Linked DNA regions of Drosophila melanogaster: region 2 is linked to region 1. Evidence: chromatin contacts called from public HiChIP or PLAC-seq data. All regions are on one chromosome and are shown on one strand. Each heading gives the region's core, a stretch centred on a gene start, on an enhancer-like site or on the middle of the called end of the contact. The rest is flanking DNA. Distances are from core to core; before and after follow the strand shown. Region 1 holds the start of CG31446. Region 2 holds the start of CG9590.

Region 1 (6,555 bases), core at 3,795-6,294:
AGAGTAGTAGAAATAATATTTTGCAAAATACATTGACGTCTTAGAAAGTATCCAAGTAGTTAAGGTGGTGAAATTTTGTTAAACCTTTATGTAAATTTATAGATTTCTTGGTCCTTTCTTTGTGTTGTTCTTGGCAACAGATTTTACTGCTACCTAATCGATGTAAACTTGATTCTAAGAACAACAACGAATCCTGCAAACAATGAGTAGATTGTAAGCAAACAATGTAACCAAATTGTGCCAACAAATAAACATAAACAAACCCCAAAAAGAAGAGGTCCCGGAGCCGCGGGTCAAGCGCAGCAACAAAAGAAGTCGCCGGATCAAAAGGAGATGGAGAAGGAGCAGGAGCAGGAACCGTCGTCCTGTGGATGGACTTCTGGGTGGAATGGGGGAGGTGGTGTAAATGCCAAAGCTGAGAGTGTTCAGTGATTTAGTGGCCTTGTGTTTACATTCGTGTGGGTTTGTTTGCATCAGGATCGGGATGTGTGTGGGTGGGCTGATTGGGTTGGAGCTGAATAAATAAACAAGAAATCAGCAACAGCCAGCCCGAAGCTCGATAAGTGTGTAAGAGGCAGAAGCTCCCGAGGATTTTGTATCTGATTCGAGACTTGGCCAGGACTTTAAGTGTTTTACTTGCCGCAGCGGGGTGGCAAACAAATCACAGCATCGAGTGTGTACGCTAACTCAGTTGTCTCAGTTCTCCTGCTGTTCGAACTGGCTTTTCTTTTTTTTTTTTTTGACAATTAAGTGTCTGCTGAATATTCGTATTCTTTGGATTGTAGTTGAATACTTTTCGGACATCTTACCAAGTACGGTAAAACACTTGTTAGTTCGAGAGAAAATTGTTGAGTGCAACTCAAACGACATGCTGACATACGTTTCTGCAACACATAACACTTGTGGTTGTATAATTTTGGGACTATGAAGATAAGGAAAATTGTGAAAGAATATATTTATATTACGCTTAATTAATTACCCGACATTCCTATCTATGCAAGTTCAGCATACTTATCAATATTTGTATATATATATTTCGGTAATATCTCATCTTATCAATTTAAGATTTATTGCCTTTTTGTATGATTATACTTTTGCCAGACAAAACGTAAACAAATAACTGTGACAAGCTACTCGGAACTAAGCCAATTTTCCTTATATCGCAAATTTAACATCATTTGGAATAAACCCACTTAAATCCTATCAACAAGCGATAACAAAAATGCCCCTGAACCGTTGTAATTAGCCAACTATAAACGCCGGAGCGTAGTGATTTTGCAATCGCAATCAATTAATCAGTGGCAAAACGTATCGGATATTTGTGCCTGTGAACACGAGGCCATTGATTGATTTATGAGCTGCTCGTTAGATATTAGCAAGGAAAAAAAAATAGAAAATCTATGACCGTTAGTGAGAATGGGGTGGCACAGTCATATATTTTGTTATCGTTTACGTTTATCTTATCGCGCATACCTTCTAACAAGTTGCCAGCAAATTAAAGCACTGATTGCACCAGAGCATTGAGACACCTGATCTTGTCTCTTGGCCTTTATCGAATTGTATTCTTTTCAGTGGGGGCTTTTTATGGGCCCTCACCCATTTCGGTTTACTTTTATTGACATCATTTTGCCTTGCCTCGATTTCAGAGTGCGGTGTTTAAAGTCAACTAAAAACTAAATAAAGAGTATGACACAATAACTTAGGCAAGTGATTGGATTTTGTTAGTTTTTTTTTTTTCATTTATGGTGGCTAGGCAAAGCAGCCATTGGATACATCTCCATTTTTAGGCCTTGATCAGCAAAAGGGCAAAGGCAAGGAAGCCAGATATCAGGGTCAGAGGCACAGTCTGTCCGGCGGAACTGGCACGGCAACTGAAAGATTATTGAGAATTGAAAAATTAGTATGGTTTTGGAGTTGTAGCCACCTTAAATCATAAAAACTTACTCCAACTGAGTGACATTGCCGTAGGTGTTGTTCTGGAAATTGCTGAAGGACACGGAGGCATCATTGTTGGCAATCCTTACGCCTTCCGGAGTATAGGTGGACCTACCCAGAATAAAACCAGCACTGGTTGATGTGTTGGTAGCATTGGTGTAGGTGCATCCAACCAGATAGGTGGAGTTCACAAAGCTAAGCAACTTCACGAAGACGTACTCCTGCTTCTGGCCATTCACCAGGGTGACATTGTATCCGCTGAGGTTGTTCTCCACCAGCGTGATATTCGCAGTTTCATAGACGTCCACCAAAGTGGAGGCGACATTGCTTGAATGGCTGACATTGACCAGCATGTAATTGTTGTTGTTCCAGAAAGCCACGTTAAGGGAAATGCAGGAGACATTTGAGGCGGGATTGCGGGCCAACTCGACCCACTGACCACTAAACTGGAAGTTAAGGAAAAATATTTAATATATCATAATTAGCACACTGATGTTTATGATAATTAAATAAGAAATTATTAATTCGCTTGGGTAAAGTTTCTATCAAACTGTAGCTATCCTTTTACGATTGTATGAAATTTAAAGCACTTATGGAATTTAGGTATCCTAGAAATGTATGCGATGATGTGTCCATTCAGAGCAAATCCGATGTCATTATAAACAGACATTTTGTTCATATACATGTTTTCTTATGACTGTAACAATACATGACGAGCCTTTCACTCACAGCGGTCTGGTTAAAACTAATGCCGGTGGCTTGGGCGCAGGATTGTGGCGTTGTTTGGGCTTGGGCCGAAACCTGAGAGATGGAGGCCACGGCGGCCACGATTGCCAGGCAGATGATCGCACTATTGCACATGATGTCACTGTCTATATGAGTTCTATATCTTCCGCTTTAAGGTTCCGGTTCTGCGATCGGTTCGCTGCGAATGCGTCGTTAATACTGAACTGTCTGCCCATCCGCAACGGCCTTTTATAGGCTTGTATCTTTTCCCTTATTTTTGCGCCCATTATCGATGCCTGCACTTGTGGAGCGCCTGGCTCTGTCACCAATTTACGTACATCTGACGTCTGTTATCGCCCCGTGGAATGACTAATCCCCACGAGGCTCTGCGAATAAAATAGTGTTGTTATTGCGTTGAAAACTCCCCTGCACATTGGCCAATAGGTTGTCTTACCTGCAAAGCTCTTTGACATGTTTTTCCAGGAAGTGATTCTGCTGCCCAGAAATAGATTCGGTGTCCAAATGACCCGATATCAATTGCAACCCCATTAAAAGTACATTTGTACTCATTTAATTTGTATAACTATCTTTATGGTTTTCATGGCCACTTGAAAGGTATAAACAAACGGTGTTTGTTTATTGTTTAATTGTCTGTTATGATCATTACAACTATGCTACGAATTTTATGTGTTCTATAAAGGCTCAACATTATATTTAATTTCTGTGCCCAAATGACGTCTTAGACTGCGAATTTTTAGTGCGTTGTAGATATCTTACTCTATTTTAGTTTTATCGAACTTCCCTTCCAGTCAGAAAGTTGGTGTACTATTCCCCATTACTCATCATTACCCATTCTTACAATCGTCAACGCTGTAAGAAAGGTAAGTTTTCTTATCGTTGAATGTAGATACCAGAAACAAATATTAATTTAATTGAAGCCCCCCTCTCTGGGCCTTTTATCTAAGCATTTTTGTGATCTATCACCCTATAAAAAATATACATATACAGAGGAAACGTCTTCATTCCTGGATTAAATTTCTTTATCGCTGGCAGACTGTGAGTCATTTGTGGAAAACAAAAACAAGAAAACAGAAGCGAGAGTCGAAAGAAGCGCACATTTCGATAAAGAAACATTTTTAAAAAGTAACAATCAGCACCATTTCCTACTCTAATCAGCAGTTCGAAATGGTACGGCAAACATAAAATCATGTTTAATTTTAGCTAAAGCCTTTCCTAATATGTAAGTCCCGAACAAAATAATTGATTACACCGATAATGAATGAATTTTATTTATTAGAGCTTTTACATGGACCTTATATACAAGGCAAAAATTAAAGAACATTTAAGATAACAAAACATATTTTCGGTGCGTTGTTGTTATCTACCTTGCAAGATATAATCTAATTTATTTGATGGTCAGCAAAAATGCCAAGAATAATAGCCATGGCAATCAACATTGTGGAAATAATGGTCGAAGGATTGGATCCGGATGGTGCATAGCAACTGTAAAAAACAAAACTATAAGATATATTGGAGATCATTATACCACAAATTGATACAGAATGCAATTACAGAATACCAATTTGTTCTACAATAATATTTTGTGAATATTTTATGGCTAGCATATAGCCATTACCAATTCATCAGTGCCAATTTCAGAGTGTGATAATACAATTTCAACTTACGATTCGCCCTGAGTTATCGCTGACATGGTGCCATTTAAAAAGTTTGAAGATATACTAGAGCCAAGACCCTCGAGTTTATTCAAAATTTGTGTGGTGGGGGTACGATCCCTAGCAAGGATAATTCCAAAGGATGTGCCGTTATCCGTCTTGTTGGTATAGCCACAAAGGAAGGCCACATCGGTGTAGTCAGTGTAAAGGACCTTGTACACTGTATAGGTGGTATAACCAGGTGGGTTCCAGTAGGTGAAGTTGTAGCCATCCGCGGCCGCCGTGTTATTCTCCACAGTGATGGTTGCGTTCATGGTTTGATTCACCCACGGGTAATCGGGAGATACGGCATATGTGGTATCGATCAGCACATTATCCTCGGTTTTATTCAGCACCGTAATATTCACCTCAGTGCAAAAATCAATGCCGGACGGCTGACGAGCCACTTCCCACCAAATTCCAGAGAACTTTGGCAAAATGTCTAGTTAGTCTTAGCAAAATTCACCAAATTGTTTAGTCTTTTACCAGATCAAGATCGACCGCAATGCTATCGGTCAAGTTACATAGGGCCACATAATCATTACTCTGGGCTAGGATCGGTGTACTTCCTTGTAGAAAAACCAAAATGCAAAGGAGACCCAAAGCATAAGTGCTATTTGATACCATTGTGAAGGTGTTGCTTGTGACCCGGCTTCAGATCAAGAACTGAAGAAATGAATACTTCACGGTTGGTAATTAGGTAATTGTCTGACATACGTCGGTAATCAATCAAGTACTATCTCAACAGTGCGTGATTACGATTAATAAATGAATTACTTTATGTACACATTTTATCGATGTAAATTTGTGAACACACACATTGTGTTTTCTATTAATCCTATATTATCTTAATAAATCCCCCTATCATTAGATATTCTATATCTATTTCCAAAGGAATTGTGAAACACATATGTATGTGTTATGGCTACCGTGGGTCGCAATTACTAATATCCCCTAAGAGTGATAATGATAATGACATGTGCCTTCAGGTTCTTACGGTCAGTTAGATAACCAATAAGACCTTTTGTGTCACAATACAGTTTGAGTGTTTAGCAAACAAAATGTGGCACAATGCAACTTGCTCTCATTTCAGTGTGCTGTTCAAGTTTACCAAGAAAATGCTATGAATGAATTGGCATTGTTCGATAAACTCTTAGCAATTCGGCACTTTAAGTTATGAACAATTTACTACTTGAAGTATTTTAAAAGATTTTTTTAACGGTGTCCATTTTTGATTATTTTTCATTTTTCAACACTGACCCATATTGTAAAAACTTTAACCAGTTCTAAAGCAAACTTTTTATCTAGGTAAGACCACCTGAAGTTTTGCGAGGAAAATCTTCAGCTTTTGAATTAAATATGCTTTGTGCGCTGATACTGTCAACTTTCAACTACTACGAACAGTGTTGAATAGCGACATGTAGTGGGTGGGAATAAGAGGGCTCTTAGATCGAGCGATTATGTTAACGGCTGCATGTCCTCGACTTGTCTTCGACATGTCTTGTAAGGCTCTCAAACACCTCCATAGCACATTAATTTTAAATGCCTTACAAGCTCCCCAAGAAAGAGTTGGGGATGGGTGTGCGAGAGAGAGAGAGAGAGATAGGTAGATGAACATGTGCCGAGCGCTCTGGTACAGTTGACATACATTCAACGTAATTCGGCCATAGGCTTTTGTCTCGGGAGTCATTTTATCCTCGAAAACTTTTCCAACTGCCAAAAGTTAACTACCAGATGAGGAAAAAAACATGGCCTTAGCAGTTGGCAGAATAGTGCCACGCCCACAGCTGGAGTTCGTAGCTGAGGTAGCTTGTATGTATTATTTAATTAAAACTATTCTGGATGAGCGTTTGTAGGGGGCTAAATAATTTAATTGGGCCATGTGTGAAAATTTGTAATGAATGACAAAACGCTCTCCGGCACAACTGGTAGTATAACTTTCCGAGTTTGCCGGTAAAAGGTGAGGGGCTTCGGGGATAAAAGTGAGAGAACACTGCAACTTTTGATTAACACAGAATAGAGTTGAGGTTTCCAGGAGACCGGACTAATTGCATTTCTAGTGGAATATTGTTTAGAAACACAAATAATACAATTTGTAAACATTTATAATTTTTGCATTAATTTAACTTTCCGACTTAAGCTTTTAATATTTTTTAACTAATGATGACCCTTTTCTAAATTG
Region 2 (6,276 bases), core at 3,021-5,520, 94 kb before region 1:
AAGCAGATGCCTACGAGGTTGGTCTGAAAAATACTAAATTCATATTTTATTGTATCTTGATTATTTATTCTCCTTGACAGATTGTTGTTCAAGAGTTAAAAGAGAGCTTGAACAAGGCTTCAGTTGATTTTACTCAGCTAAAAAGCAACAGTGAGAAGCTACACAAAGAAACCCTTCTGCAGGTCTCCGAACTGCAGGAAAAACTTATAGAAATGGTGTCCCATCGCAGCAATCAGGAAGAGCTAATAAAGCGTCTTGGTAATGAAATTCAAGAAAAAACTCATAATTTTGAAGAAGAACTCAAAAGGCAACAGGAGCAGCTTGCTAATCAAATGCAGATGAAGGCCACTGAAGTTGAGAGCGAAAATAAGCGAAACGCTGTTGAAATACAAAAACTTAAATCTGAACTCGAAGAAAGGAATAAAGCTTTTAAGGCTCAACAGGATAAATTGGAATATTTGATTAGTGATCATGATACGCTAAAGAGCGCTATTATCAATCTTCAGGCTGAAAAGAAGGAAATCGAGAGTGAATTATCCACGGCCAAAGTTAAATTTAGCGAGGAATTACAGTCTCAGAAAGATAACCTAATGGTAAGACTTATAAATTCTTTTTCATTAACCTTTTTTCTACAAAATGATTTATTATTTTTATATAGAAAAAGGTATCCGAATTGGAGCTTGAAATTAAAAGAAAAGAAACCGAATTGATTGAACTTGAGCGTGAAAAGAACGTAAGTCTATCGGACTCATTATATTTCATGTTATATATTTAAAATTGCCCAACAGAATGAAATGGCTGTGCTACAATTTAAAATGAATCGAATTAACTGCCTGATCGACCAACCAGTGACCACAATTAAACAGCTAAAAGATTCCAAAGGGCCAACCAGAACTGAGAGCATTCCTACTAAGGTGCAACCGGAAAATACAGACGAATTTTCAAGCACTGCCAGAAAGCGTAATGCTCGTCGTCAAAAAATTACCACATATTCCTCCGACTTTGATAGCGGCGATGATATACCAGTGAGTATTTGTTAATTGCACCTATAATCGAAATTAAATTATTGAACTTTTATTACAGATCGTGGGCAACTCTTTAAGCGGCAAACGTGCCAAATTATGTGCGCCCATCAAGCCACAAAATAATATTGATATGTTCGACATGTTGAAGAATTCTAAATAACTAAGCAGTACAACGAACATACAGACAACATTATCAATTCTTACACTTTGTTTTTAGTAAAATGGAAGAATATTGAGCTTAGAAATTCATTCAGATCCATCATCATTTAAACATCTGTACTTCTTTGAAAACTTGTCTGAAACTGGCAAGCTATTTTTAAGAACATGATTACTTTATGTTATTTAATCCCATTTTGTATCTAATTGTTAAATTAAAACTCATATCTTGAAGTATCTTGTTCAAATAGATCCAATCTATTTGATTATAGTTTTTGTAATAAAAACATTACATGTACTTTGTTGAAACACTTTAATTAATAACACACTTTTGTCCTCATTTCTTTAAAGGACACCAAACAGATTTTGAAATCATACCAAAAGTAAAAACTGGTAAAAACAAAACGTAAAATGATCGATACTAAACTATGTTTTGATGATATTTATCAGGCGGTCGACGTCAGCAGCATTCACGACTCCGTCCGCCTTAATTCCAGATTCCTCCATTGCCTTCCTGGTGCCACTGCCCACGGCTATCAGCTTGCGATCCTTAAGCGAAACGTTGTAGTTCCCAAAGAACTCCAAGGAGCTGCGGACACTGGAGGGTCCGAAGAACACAATCGTTTCCATTCGCTTGAATTTGAGGGCGTGCCGCATCTGATTGACGAAATCCGGATGCGACCGACTCTCGTACACTTCGCAGGCATCCACCCGGAATCCCTGGGCGACCAAACGGAGGCGCAGTGTCTGACCCACGCCATTGCCGCAGGGCATGAGCAGTGGCAGATCCCTCTTGGGTCCAAACGTCTCCACGATCAGATCGCACAGATTGTTTGCATTCACGGCATGATCGCCCAGAGTCGGAAGATTCTGGAATGTTATCCAGGCGGCGCTGTGCGTGTTCTTGCCTAGGGAATAATTGTGTAACGCACGCCAGCAACTAGGAAGTGGTGTCTTTCCTAGTGCCTCGTTTACAGCTTGGACACAGCGCGGGGATGCAAATATAATCCCGGCATATTTGTGCGGCTCATGCAACTTGGCTTGCAATTGCTTCAGATTCTTGAACACAAAATGCGAGGGAGTAATGAAGATGGGATCCAGGTTATGGCTGCGCAACGCCGAACCATAGAAATCATCGGAGGACGGAACCTTCAGCAGAATAACCGGCTGCTTGTTGCGATCTCCCATGATTCTAACTAAATTTTGCTGGACTTAACTAGAGAATGGACAATTTGATATTCGTGTTTTGCGTTTGATTTATAGAATAGTTCGAATAGAAAGGGCATAGAATAGATAATGCCTGAAAATTATTGCCGCGCCTATCGAGAGTCGGGTTTTAAAAATAGTTCATCACATTGAAGCCAACTATTATTAGGTGGCTCTAATCCAACCAAACACGAATGCAGGCTACCGAACTTTCAGTTGCACTTTGAAAAAACTTCTCAATAATTTCGGGAATGTTATCACAAGCATTTGCAACGCAATCATTTATAATTTTGTACATTTATATGGAAAAACAAGTGAGTTGAGAACACTAACCAGGCAATAGTAAAAGTAGAAAGTACAACAATTAATCTTAAATCCGTTTACACAGCTCCCATCTGGAGAATGGGTGTAAATAGCTTGTAGGCCTTCTCGATGAACTGCACGGCAGATAGCATTTCGGAAAAGAATGTGCTGACCCGGCCTTTTGATTCCTCCGTTTCTGACTTGCCGCTCAGAACGGCGGCGAAGCGGTGGCTAAGTCCTTGAAGGTGTCCATTGAACTGCTGGCAGAGATTGACGACGCCATCCACTTCGTTGGCGGTGCTGTGATGTGGCTTCACCAGCAACAGCTCGGCGATTTTGTGCAGCTTACACATCTCGAGGGCGCACGCTTCACTCAGCGCGTGGATGCTCTTAGCATAGGCTTGCTCCAGATCGGCGGCAGTTGCTTCCTCTGAGGTCAACCAGCTGAGGGACTGCGTCCAGTGACTGTACAAAAGATTTGGGTTTATGGTATGTTTAAATAATATTAGTTTCCGACAACTTACTTGGCTATGTCGTCAAACTGAATGCCCAGCTCGGCGTCCTTGATTGTGGCCGCCAATCGCTCGCTCAGTTCCTCCGCCTCGTAGTCACCTTCACTCTCCACATCCAGATCCTCCAGTTCGATCAGTTCCTTCACCTCGTTTATCGTTTCCTGCAACTCTGCACGGGCATTGCCACTAACCGCATCGAGTAGGGTGTCCAGTTTGAGGCGTGACTCCTTGGAAAGGATCTCCAGGGCCTCGAAGTGCACCAGGCCGCAGTAATTTTCGAAAAGGATTTCGAAACGCAGCTGCGCCTTCTGTCTTTTCAGCTGTAGCTGTTGCAGGGATTGCTCCATTTGGTCGGCCTCCTTCTTTGCCTCCAGCAACACGGCACTCAAATTAGGCGAGTTGGCCTCCAGACCGAGCAGTTTCCTCTTGTTCATCAGCTTGGGATCGTTGTCCTGCAGGATGGTCATGGTCTTCTTGCCAATGCCCTCGAGTGTATCCAGTCCGGTGTTGAGAACCTTGGAGCCCAGATTGGTGACAAAGTCCAAGCCAAAGGCGGCCGAAGATTCTTTTTCATCGTCGACATTTTCCTCTGGCGGCGCTTTAGCAGCCTTTTCCGCCTTTTCAGCCACATTAATGCGAGCCAGCTCCTCGGGATCGGGCACTCCGATGATTTGATTAAGCCCCTGGTTGACTTGGGTGGTTATCGTGCCCAATCCCTCCGTGGCGGTGGTTAGCACGGAGCTCAGTTTACCGCCCCACAGACCCCAGGACGAGGATGTGGCGGATGCTGTTGCTGGAGCAGAAATTCTGGGAGTTTCCAGCTTTTCCTGATTTTCCGCCGTTCCTTTTGCGTCGTTTCTGCTCGAGACTTTCTCCTGTGGCTGCTGTTCCTTCTCCACGTGAACGAACTTGTCATCGTCATCGCCCCAATCGTCCCAGTTGTCGTCCTCGTCACTTTGGGCCCAGTCGTTACCGCCGTCCTCCTCCTTTTTTGGATTTTTTGCCATTATTTGTTTATTTTTGCTCCACGTAGATTTTTAGGATTTGAGTCAGAGCTGTCAACTCAGTGCAGACTTAACAGCTGTTACACGCCAACCTGCCAACTCGCTGCACTGTCAGAATTGGCGCGCATATTTAAATATTATATAGGAATATAAATATTTTTCAAACTGTGCTTAAGAAATGTTTATTGTTAGGTATAAATGCTAGCTACTCTATTTGCCTTTGATTGATTTGAATTAAATGAATGATTGTATGAATTAAATTAATGACACTTATATAATAATTATAACTAATTATAGTTCGTAATATTTGAATATCTAAAAGAAGAATTTAAGTATGGCTGTGGGACTTAAAAGTAGCTAGGACAGTCTAGGTATCTCGGACGTCGGAGGAGTTAAGAAATCGGGAACACTAAGTATACAACTTTAGTTAATACTAAATTTCATCAAACCGTGTGCTATTTTTCTTTAGCAGAATCGCACGAGTTCTGCTTTATGTCAAAGTGCTTTTGGTGAACTTTCTGGCTTGCCGACATTGTCCCAATTCTAACTGGGCTCATAAATTAGAAAATCACACAAGCACGCATACAAATGCTCATTCTTCAGGCCAGAAACCGAAAAGTTTTGCTAGCTAAGCTAACCAGCATATAAATTTGACAGCAACGCTGCAGCAGCGCAAAATTAACAAGCCAACACCATTTTCGCACACACACACACACGCACACCCACCTTTTCCATAAAGAAGGAATTTTCATAAACTTGCAGCACAATTTCAGGCAGCCGCTGCCACAGACTTTTACCGAATGAAGCAACCACACGAATATTTCGTCAAGCCGGCAAATTTATCTTACGCAGAAACGGCAAGAAAGCTGCTTGAGCTCCATATCCTCCATCTCCATCTCTTCGGTGATATGAGTAATTTTTTAATTAAAATCCCTAAAAAAGGTAGCTTTGCCATACCCAAAAGCCAAAACCGCTAAAATGTTAGTTAAGAACTAAAACACCTCCGTTTGCCTCAGTCTCTTACGGCCAACTTGCCTTAAAGTCGCCCATTTAAGCAACCTTCCTTTCTTTGGGGCCAGTAGTAATTGCATGTTCTGTGTCTTGTCTGGCCAAAAATTAAATGTAAATTTGCCAGCAGATCGGTTTACATGTGCGGCAGTCGAGACAAATGTGTATTGTCAGTTTCTGGTTAAGCTGAAGGGGGTAATGGGATATTTTGGACCAGGGTCATAAGTTAAAGTACTACTCAGAGTGCACTTTCCATATCAATAAGCATATTTTTTAATTTGTCGACAATGAACGCTTTCAGATGTATTAATTAGTGTTTTTAAACAACTATATTCCTCTATGTCACACACCACAAGAAGCCTTAGACATTGCCCTTTGATCTTGCCCTTGCCAACATCCTTTTGGTTAAAACATTTAGCCTAGCTGAAGTACCAAAAAAGTATCTTTGAAAACCCATGGTGCAAACCAAAATACACCCACACAATGTATTGGCAACACAGAATTAGACTAGAAAATTGGTTTAAACTATCGGGCAAACAAGAGGAAAGTGGGCCAGGTTGACTGGAGCATCCGCAGTTGACAATATTGATGAAGCTGCCTGGCTAAAACGCACACTCACATCATCCTTGGCTGCCATCTTTGCCATGGCACTAATATCACGGAGAGGAGCTACTATGTTGTGCACCCATCCACTTTTTGCCAGGACAACAATGTTATTGATACCTCCGCCCAAAAACCCCGGACAAACAAGAGAACCCTTTTGGGCAAGTTCCCTCGAGCATATTGTCTCAGTGTCTGCTCCTCGGTGTCTCTTCAAATTTATGCCCATCGACTTGATGTCTCTTTGTGAAGAGATTGCCGATGACAATAAACCAAACTTCCAGATGTTTATTAACATGTTTCTCTGTCAATATATCTGCATACATACATACATATATATTGGCCCATCTGTAAATATACGCACAAGTCTGTATATGTATGTTTGTATATCCAATGCCAAATTGACGATGCTGATGAGGCGGCTGAAGGGACGGGATGGTGATGGAATCCGGACCCGGAACA

Evidence for each region. HiChIP or PLAC-seq counts read pairs in DNA pulled down with a chosen protein or histone mark.
Region 2: an H3K27ac HiChIP or PLAC-seq map of the Kc167 cell line shows a contact between it and region 1, with 6 times the contacts expected there. The contact joins the promoter of CG9590 here to the promoter of CG31446 in region 1. A contact is called at or near these places in 44 of 107 Hi-C or Micro-C datasets (the Clone 8 cell line, the D17-c3 cell line, the Kc167 cell line and 14 more) and 2 of 6 datasets of contacts at active chromatin or transcription factors (both in the Kc167 cell line).

What each region holds. Positions count from the first base shown.
Region 1 is chr3R:15,691,575-15,698,129 of dm6, reverse strand. It overlaps CG31446, which reads right to left and starts at 5,044. Exons shown (of 3, transcript NM_169666.2): 1 at 4,860-5,044; 2 at 4,347-4,801; 3 at 3,936-4,164. The coding sequence starts at 5,000. The coding sequence ends at 4,062. CG5399 reads right to left here and starts at 2,889. Exons shown (of 3, transcript NM_001275682.1): 1 at 2,665-2,889; 2 at 1,945-2,381; 3 at 988-1,871. The coding sequence starts at 2,796. The coding sequence ends at 1,784. It overlaps lncRNA:CR45635 (long non-coding RNA:CR45635), which reads right to left and starts at 856. Exons shown (of 1, transcript NR_125167.1): 1 at 256-856.
Region 2 is chr3R:15,784,697-15,790,972 of dm6, reverse strand. CG9590 reads right to left here and starts at 4,270. Exons shown (of 2, transcript NM_142231.2): 1 at 3,215-4,270; 2 at 2,634-3,155. The coding sequence starts at 4,209. The coding sequence ends at 2,768. Uros2 (Uroporphyrinogen III synthase 2) reads right to left here and starts at 2,452. Exons shown (of 1, transcript NM_142232.2): 1 at 1,479-2,452. The coding sequence starts at 2,369. The coding sequence ends at 1,608. It overlaps c(3)G (crossover suppressor on 3 of Gowen), which reads left to right. Exons shown (of 9, transcript NM_169671.3): 5 at 1-17; 6 at 81-593; 7 at 659-733; 8 at 789-1,025; 9 at 1,084-1,500. The coding sequence ends at 1,185.